Linked DNA regions of Sus scrofa: regions 2 and 3 are each linked to region 1. The links are chromatin contacts, called in public Hi-C maps. All regions are on one chromosome and are shown on one strand. Each heading gives the region's core, a stretch centred on a gene start, on an enhancer-like site or on the middle of the called end of the contact. The rest is flanking DNA. Distances are from core to core; before and after follow the strand shown.

Region 1 (2,971 bases), core at 280-2,779:
TTATAAATTCATTTCTGTTTTACATCCAAGTTAGGACATTACATTTCAAGATAACAAAGTTGCAAAAAAAAAAATTTTTAAAGGACTGTCGGGTCTTCTAGGATCAAGCTCAGATGTTGCTCATAATGCTTTTCTCTATCACTGCCAGATGCTGAATTACTAATCCATTAATGCGATCATTCAGTGCATAGTGACTGAACAAAGATGGCCTAAACCTACCAGGCCCTGTCTTTTTTTTTTTTTTTTTTTTTTTTTTTTTTTTTTTTTGTCTTTTTTGCCATTTCTTGGGCCGCTCCCTCGGCATATGGAGTTTCCTAGGCTAGGGGTCGAATCAGAGCTGTAGCTGCCAGCCTACGCCAGAGCCACAGCAATGCTGGATCCGAGCCATGTCTGCAACTTACACAACAGCTCACAGCAACACGGGATCGTTAACCCGCTGAGCAAGGACAGGGATCGAACCCGAAACCTCAGGGTTCCTAGTCGGATTCACTAATCACTGAGCCACGACGGGAACTCCTATCAGTCCCTGTCTTAATGAGAAAGTACAACCTCAGGAGGAGACAAATCGATGATCATGCAGACGTAACTGTGACAGTGCTATGAAAAAGAGCAAAGGGTGATGGCAGAACCTACCCAATCTGAGAGGTAAGAGAAAGGCTTCCTTGAGGAAGTGCCTTAAAGCCGATGTTCATAGGATAAATAGAAGTTACTTTGGGATGGCTGTGTGTACAGGGGATGGGGATGGCTGTGTGTACAGGTTTTCTCTCTGGCTGCACAGGAAAATGAGCTGCATCCAAGTAATGAGGGATGGGGAAAGGTTTATCTGGAACCAAGGAGTGAGGAAAAGTATGGCTTAAAAAGCTGGGGAGACAGGCAGGGATTTTTGGCCAGCATAAAGATGTGTTTTGTTCCCTAAACAAGGGAGTAATAAAGACCTAATCCGATGTGCCTTTAAGGATCATTCCTAGCCATCAACATAGCTGCAGCAGTTACTTTCTTGCTTCTAGACTCCAGATTGTAGGAACGCCCCTCAGGTCGATCAACAAATAGCTGAGCGCCGTTACACAGACCCTGCCCTAAAATTTTATCTAAAGGGGTTGGGGCCGTGTCTTACTAAAGTTAGTTCCAGGTTGGATCCAACACAGGGGGCTAGGCGGTCCTGTATTCACTAGCGTCCCTATGCCAGGCTTAACAAAGGCCCGAGTGCGCTGACACAGATCGGCTTACATTTGCCATTTACACACAGTGACCAAGCACACGTGTAAATGCACACGCACGATCATTTGCAGCTGCCCTCACAGTCAGACAATGTGCCAAAGAGGTCTATGCTCTTGGAGCGCCTCTGGTCCACACCTGGCCCAGGCTAGCCCTCCATCCTCCCCTCGGTCCGCATCCCAGTAGTCCTCCCTCTCAGCTGTACATCAGCACCAGCTGGACTCACTTTGAGCTGTCGCCACGCCATGCTTCTTCCTCCACTGGGCCCGCCTCTGTCTCGTTTCCATTGGAGAGGATGGTGGTGAGTCCTCTAATCCCCGCCCCTTTTCCGACTCACCAATCGCCGGGCAGGAGGGTGGGGCTGGCTTCCTCCGAGGCGGGAAAAGGCCCTGCTCTGCCCTTAGGAGCTGGTTGGACGCTTTGCGCGATGATCACGCCTCTTCCGCCAGCAAATTCGACCTCCCGGCGTCTGGGCGGAGAGTCGCCCAGGGGCAGAGCGCTCAGCTAGGGCGCGTGCGAACTCTTCTGTGGTTTGTAATCTGGACGTTCTGACTGCTTACTGGTTGGTTCTTTGAGTCTGAACAACACTCTAACCAGTTTTTTTTGGATCATTTAAGTTAAACATTTTGGTGGAGTGCTTGTGCTTTAGGTAAAGAATGGATTGAGAGTATATCTGGGAGTTCCCATCATGGCTCAGTGGTTAATGAATCTGACTAGGAACCATGAAGTTGCGGGTTCGATCTCTGGCCTCACTCAGTGGCTTAAGAATCCGGCAACTGAGCTGTGGTGTAGGTCGCAGACACAGCTCGGATCTGGCGTTGTTGTGGCTCTGGGCTAGGCCAGTGGCTACAGCTCCGATTAGACCCCTAGCCTCCCTAAAAAGAACGAAAGACACCCCCCCCAAAAAAAAGCCTAAAACGTATGTATGTTTATAAGGGTGTCAGGAAATGAAGACTTACTGAACTTTGAAAACTGAAAATGTCCTGGCACCAATCTCATTGTAGCCCCGACTGAGTCCTCTGCTCAGAAAGCTTGTACCTAAATAGCAAACTCTTATTTTCTTGGTATTTGAAACGTTTTAGTTCCCACTACTGACCCTCCCCATCCCCCCCCCCCACAGAGAGCATTATTTCTTTATAAAGCTGCTGTCTCACTTCTATGTGTTTATTCTGATGGATTCATCTGCCAAGGTGCCTATTTTCATCTTTTTTTTTAATATTTGTTTTTTTTTAACTCGGGGAATATTAAATTGAATTGTACAACCATCATCACAACCTAACTTTATGTTTCTGTCCCAAATCCACAGCCCATCTCTCCTGGCCCCAACCTGCCCCTTTTTAAGGTTTTTAAATGTCTGTGAGTCAGTTTGTCTTGGGCAAATAGCATATTGTATCCTTTTTTTAAAATTACTTATTTAATCTTTTTAGGGCTGCATCAGTGGCCTATGGAGGTTCCTATGCTAGGTGTGAAATCTGAGCTGTAGCTGCTGGGTAGTCATCTTGGTTGGAGGTTTTTTCATCACGTTAAGCATATCATGCCACTCCCTTCTGGTCTGCAGAGTTTCTGCTGAAAAATCTGCCATAACCTTATTGGGGTTCCCTTGTATGTTATTTGTTTCTTTTCCCTAGCTGCTTTCAATATTTTCTGTTTGTCTTTAATTTTGGTCAGTTTGATTAATACGTGTCTTGGGGCATTCCTCTTTGAGTTTATTTTATATGGTAACTCGTTGTGCTCCCTAGATTTGAGTGAGTGGTTC
Region 2 (2,971 bases), core at 199-2,698, 55 kb before region 1:
GAGCTGTGGTGTAGGTTGCAGATGCGGCTCAGATCCCGCGTTGCTGTGGCCCTGTCGTAGGCCGGTGGCTACAGCTCCGATTGGACCCCTAGCCTGGGAACTTCCATATGCCGCGGGAGCGGCCCAAGAAATAGCAACAACAACAACAACAAAAAGACAAAAAGACAAAAAAAATTTTAAAAAAAATGCCATTAGGTAGAAGGGAAAAGGGAAAGCTACCTACTGGTGATATCTGTACTCATGTGAGCAAATCCAGGAAGGTAGGACATACAGACTCTGCTCAGTAGTCTGAACTAGAAAAAATACCCCTAGTATGTCATTTTATGCAGGAGAACCTTGTCTGTCTTAATGACTACTACGCCCAGTGCCTACAACAGAACCATGTGAAGAATTAATGAATGAACAAGTTTAAACTGATTAAAGGAGATAGGGAGCCAGAAATTCCTAAAGACAGCAAGGACAGGTACTAGGAGCACAGGAAAAAGAGTTTGACAGGACAACGAGTGGCTGAGGAGTTAACTGCTGTTTTGCGAATAAGTATTAATGGTAAAGAAGCCACAAGAGGTATAAGGAAAATAGTGAAGAAAGAAACTGAATATATTCATTCAATAATTATTCACTGACAGCTTTCTGTGAGCCAGTCGTTGTTCTGGGCATTAGAGATAGAGAAGAGAAGAGACAAAAGTCCAGACCTTCTTGGAGTTGACATTCTAGCAGAGGATATCGCCTGATAGAGATACCACTGTGACAGAGAAGAGGAAGCCCAAAGAACCCCTACTGGGTTCGGAGTCCGTCTGGGAGTGGGCTAATGCGGAGGCCTAAGGAAGGGAGCAGGTGACGCCCAGGGCAGCATCCCTGGACCTCAGCGGGGACGCACCAAAATGCAGGATCTGATCAGAATAAAGAGGAAGGCCGCGGCAGGCTGTCCTGCGCAATATCCCTACAGCGAATAAGGCACACTGGCTGACAAAGACAAGGATTCCCAAGTCTAGGCCCAAACCCGAAAGAGGGACCAATATCCGCTGCCTGGAGCCACCACGACTGGGTAAGAAAAGGTCGGAAAGGAAGAAGGGACACTCACCTCACCACGCCCGACTCTCGAGACCTTCTGTCCCGGATTCTGGGGCGCTGGCGCAGCCACTCCTCGCTCAGAACGTCTCAGAAAGCCAAAACCCGCACCTTGAAAGCGGCCATCGTTGTCCCATAATACTTTGCGCGGTCCCCTCTATCCGTCCAAAGATACCATCGAGATCAGCCCGGAAAACGCGAGTTCCTAGTGCGGGGCGGAAGGGGACCACGCTTGTTGGACTAGACGGTCCTCCGCTGAGGCTGGGATAAGACATTTATTACAGACACTTCCGAGTCTCTTGGCGACCAATCACGGTTAGTCTAAGAGTTGGGCAGCCCCCTAATTGGAATGCGGGGTGGGATCGGCCATGTTTAACAAGGGCGGAAGTGACCCTAAGGCTTCCGGTCGCAGCGGGGAAGATTGGCCGTGAGTAGAATAGGCCCTTCCGCTTATTGGGCTGCTGAACTGAACAGACCGCGCGTTAATCACTGCGTTTGTGCGTTTTCTTTTTCCGTTTCCGTCCACTTAAGAGGTCGGCCGAGAGTTATTTGGCAACAGCCCCTGGGTTACTCTGGTTTAGGGTCGCCGCCGCGGTTGCGGAAGAAGAAAGGAGTCGCCGGCGTCGCGGCTTTTTGGAGAAAGTGTCAGGGTTGCCGAAAGCCTTGAAGTGCTGGCGAGGAAGATGACGTGCAAATAAAGTATCATTTTTCCCCGGCACTTGTGGGCCAGGAGTAGTCCAGCCACTGGCATCATAAAAAATAGGTATGTCGGGGATATTGGAAAAATGAAGACGTGCACCCCAGTGTGAGTAAAAGTCACTCGTAAGTTCACACGCAGTGAAAACCACTGAGGGTGTTTGAGGATATTCATTTTTAGTTATTTCCTATGTGAATATGTATATTTGCATTATAGTTAGGTTTTGTACAAAAGCGGAATCACCCTTTGTATACTACTGTTTTATGACTTTTTTCTTTATTACGAGGATTTTTCACGTATCTGAATTGTTAATCTATAACGCAATATGTAGTGACAGTGTGTTAGTATGTTACAGGACTGCCATCCTTCATTTCACGATTCTCCTACCGATGGCAGTGTAAGTTGTTTCCAGTTTTTCACTGTTAAAAACGTGACAAATATCCTTTTTACATAAATCTTTCTGCGTATGTCTGGTTATTTACTAGGAAATAATTCTCAGAAATGGAGTTGTATTTCAGGTTTCTTTCTAGACAAGGTTTGTTCTCTGTTTTCTAGGGGGGACTATGAAGCCTGTCCCTTCACTGACATTCTTGCCTTTATCATTTAATCTTTGCCAGTTTAATGGCTTTTTAAAATATAACTTTTTTTTTTCTACTTTTTGTGGCCACACCCACAGCATATGGAAGTTCTCAGGGTAGGAGTCAAATCAGAGCTACAGCTGCTGGCCTACACCAGAGCTGACGCAAGGCCAGATTCCCCCCCACCCCACTGAGAGAGGCCAGGGATCAAATCCACATCCTCATGGATGCTAGTTGGATTCATTTCCGCTGTGCCACAGTGGGAACTCCTAAAATACATCTTTTAATTTGCTTTTCTTTACTTAGCAGTGAAACTTTCCAAATTTTTTTTTTTCTCGTCTGTCTTCTTTCTGAATTCCTTGTTTTTATCCTTTGCTATAGACATTTTCTTAGGTGTGGTCTCAATTTCCCTTTCCTTTTTTCAACATTTATTCAATTCCACTCTCACACCCTCACCTCCCCACTCACTCTGATGACAACTTTGCTCTCCTGCCATTTCCTCCTCTTTTTATCAGTAACACGCAGAAATTGCTGTTTGGTTGAATTCTAGTGGTTCGACAGATCCATCTTTTCTTTAGCTTTCCCCTTTCCCTCTCAGAATTTGTTCTGCCATTCCTGTTTGATGAAG
Region 3 (2,971 bases), core at 170-2,669, 50 kb after region 1:
ATTCAAAACCAAAAATGGTTGAGAAATAGAAAGACAGCCAGAAAAACAGTAACTATTACAGTCATTTCTTCTACCAGACACTTGCCCAATAAGAGTAACAAGTCAGCAGAGATAAGAAAAAACCTAAGTGCATCCGAACTCTTAAACGCAAGTGAATGATCTTAGTCATATAGTGCAACACTATTTGAGACACTAAAAATTGTAGTATGACATACATAAATGTTTTAAATGATCAAAATTGATACAAATGTTTAAATGTAATTTCTCTGCACCATAGTTGACGTACAATGATGTATTACTTTCAGGTATACACGAAAGGGAATCAGTTGTATAGGTAAATATATCTATTGGGACTGTGTGGACATGATACAGGGTCCGTGAGGATGGGTTTGATCCAAAGAATCACTCAGTGGGTTAAGGATACCAAGTTGCAGAGAGCTGAAGTGTAGGTCACACAGACCAAACGGCTCCCATCTGGCTACGGACATGGCTGTGATGAAAGCTGGCAGCTCGGCAGTGCCCATTCCACAACTAAATGCACCGAAAGCTGGAAAACCAGGAATACACAGGCCAAAAAAGAAGCCAAAGTGATAACTTTGCAGGGAAGAACACTGAAAGCTAGTCTTCACCTGGCAGTCATTTGACAAGTGAGGAGGCAAACTTGAGCTCTATCTTCCTCGGTCCTGAAATCACAGGCACCTGGGGACCAAACTCAAAGCCCATCCAAAGCAGGGTCTCTAACAGCCCTCTGGTGGGCGGGGGGGCCGCGCATGGGCACAGACACACACACACACACAGGCCGATTGGAACTGGGACTCCAGGTGTCAACACCCTCCTGGTCGAGACTGCAAGGTAAACTGCCCGTTCCAATCCTTGGCCACGAGGGGAAGACATGGAAAAGATCACCCACGAGAAATGAGGACCACGAGCCGGTCCCTCTGTGGCTCTGCAATGTGAATTCACAGTGCCTGGGTGCGCCCCAAAACTGCAAGCTAAAAATCTACTTTATGTTGGTCCCAGGTTAATGGTGTTTCCAGGCACCTGGTAGAAGCAATCACAAATCCTGCCTGGAGGAAACGACCTTCCTAAGAAGAGTGGACTCGCAGTCTTGAATCACAAAACATATATAGAAAAACAGGGAGCCATGAATGACCCTGCATGATGTATGCAGGTCCAACCACACTGTACACCTGAAACTTATACCCAGGGCTCTACTCAATCATTTCTCCCCAAACTCTGGAATGAGGAAAAGAAGCAAAAACGTCTGGAGCCAGACACCTCAGGTCTCACAAAGGGGGATTGGGCGATGAACTCTGCCCGCTTCTATCAACCGGTGAGTCTATGCCACCCCTCTCTTCCAGGCTACAGAGGGAGCTGAGTTGGGATGGGCAAGAAGAGGGAGACTTCTTCAGAAGGGCAAGCCCGCCACCTTGTGGCCAATGTGAGGCACTACCATCGTCCCAAGATGAATGTCGGACAGACAGTAGGAGTCAAAACTGCATGATCAGATTCATAGCGACCTCAAACGGGGAGCTCTCAAACCCGGAATTTACCATTAAACGTCTAATATGTTTCCAAAACGATTTTCACTCACTCAAGGAGGGGCTGAGTGCATGAGCAGAGATGAAGATCTTTAAAACGTCCCGCTGTGGCTCAGTGGTAACAAACCGGAGTAGCATCCACGAGGACGCAGGTCTGATCCCTGGGCCCCCTCAGTGGGTTTTAAGCGTCTGAGTTTGTCGTGAGCCTCGAGGCAGGCACACGACACGGCTCCCATCTGGCTCTGGCTGTGGCAGAAGCAGGCAGCTCGGCAGCTCCCACTCAACCCCTAGCCCGGGAACTTCCACATACCACAGGGGTGGTCCTTAAAAAGAGAAGAAAAAAAAAAGCATGTTGCAAAGATAAATCCAACTTGTGAATAAAGTTGAAAATATTCAAATGAATTCTATATTTTTTCTTTTTCTTTTCTTTTTTTTGCTTTTCAGGCCCGTATCCAAGGCATGTGGAATATCCTGGTGGTGAGGTAAAATTGCAGCTACCATTGCAGGCCTACACCACTGCCAGAGAAATGTAGGACCCAAGCTGGGTCTGTGACCTGCACCACAGCTCAGGGCTATGTGGGATCCTCAAGCCACTGAGCAAGGCCTGGAATGGAACTTGAATCCTCATGTACACTAGATGGATTCTGTTCCATGGGCCAGAATGGGAACTCCAGTTAGGTCTACATTTCGCTGTTAATCTCTTGGCAGAGAATGTGTGGAGGAGTTTCACTCCCTCAAAATCCTACTACAAGTGTATTGTAGAAAGCAGGTAAAAACGAACACATATTACAAGTATTATGATTCAGTAACAACATTTATTTTTTCAAATTTACAAAAGTGAATAAAATCATAGGCCCTTTCAAGAAGTCTAACAATCAGGAGACCAGCTAGAAACACACTGTATCCACACCTGCGTGATGTGGGGAGAATTTTAATAAGCTCTTACTTACAAAGGTGTGCATAACGTTTAGAGAAACCAACAAAGGACAGTGTATCGCCACAGAACCATTAACAGCTTTAGGTCTGAAGGGGAAAGATGAGGAAATGGAACCCTCTAGAGGATCACTATAGGGAAAGGGCCACCAAATAAGAATCACTGGTAGAGGCATGCAGACAACTTGCAACAACCTCGCCGGAAGGAGCAGGGGAATAAATACTTAGCTCTCACTCCTACTGGTATTAACCCCCTACCCCTGTTGGAAGAAGAAACCAAAGGAATTGATACACACTGTGCACCAGTGTACCTCCAGGGATATAGATCAGAGGGAGAGGGATGATAAATGGCTATGGAGGAGGAAAGAGAAGATGTCCAGCACAAGGACTGCATTTTTACACAAGAACAAAAAAGGCAGGACCTAGATCCACCAAAGATCCACAGACTTACACTGTACTACGACTTCAGTTAACCAGGTTAGAAAACTGTAGGTAAA

The links. Hi-C and Micro-C count contacts between places; a contact is called where the count stands out from the background.
Region 2: a Hi-C map of liver shows a contact between it and region 1, with 5 times the contacts expected there. The contact joins the promoter of DHX38 here to the promoter of DHODH in region 1. A contact is called at or near these places in 2 of 5 promoter capture datasets (fetal liver and liver), 16 of 47 Hi-C or Micro-C datasets (alveolar macrophages, blood, embryonic fibroblasts and 7 more) and 1 of 2 datasets of contacts at active chromatin or transcription factors (alveolar macrophages).
Region 3: a Hi-C map of adipose tissue shows a contact between it and region 1, with 2.3 times the contacts expected there. The contact joins the enhancer-like site here to the promoter of DHODH in region 1. A contact is called at or near these places in 22 of 47 Hi-C or Micro-C datasets (adipose tissue, alveolar macrophages, blood and 13 more) and 2 of 2 datasets of contacts at active chromatin or transcription factors (alveolar macrophages and skeletal muscle).

What each region holds. Positions count from the first base shown.
Region 1 is chr6:14,941,456-14,944,426 of Sscrofa11.1, reverse strand. DHODH (dihydroorotate dehydrogenase (quinone), mitochondrial) reads right to left here and starts at 1,529. Exons shown (of 9, transcript XM_021093829.1): 1 at 1,442-1,529. The coding sequence starts at 1,462. The region is part of intron 3 of LOC102158108 (a long non-coding RNA gene); the gene reads left to right.
Region 2 is chr6:14,996,568-14,999,538 of Sscrofa11.1, reverse strand. It overlaps DHX38 (pre-mRNA-splicing factor ATP-dependent RNA helicase PRP16), which reads right to left and starts at 1,448. Exons shown (of 27, transcript XM_021093857.1): 1 at 1,082-1,448. It overlaps TXNL4B (a long non-coding RNA gene), which reads left to right and starts at 1,462. Exons shown (of 3, transcript XR_002344529.1): 1 at 1,462-1,831.
Region 3 is chr6:14,891,564-14,894,534 of Sscrofa11.1, reverse strand. The region is part of intron 1 of IST1 (IST1 homolog); the gene reads right to left. Among named protein-coding and RNA genes, the nearest start is that of ZNF821, 23 kb to the right of the region's middle. Within about 2 kb of position 1,419, at least 9 of the 83 cell types and tissues checked have an H3K27ac peak or open chromatin away from gene starts, as enhancers often do. A contact at or near this core is called in adipose tissue, alveolar macrophages and fetal liver, where this site is marked.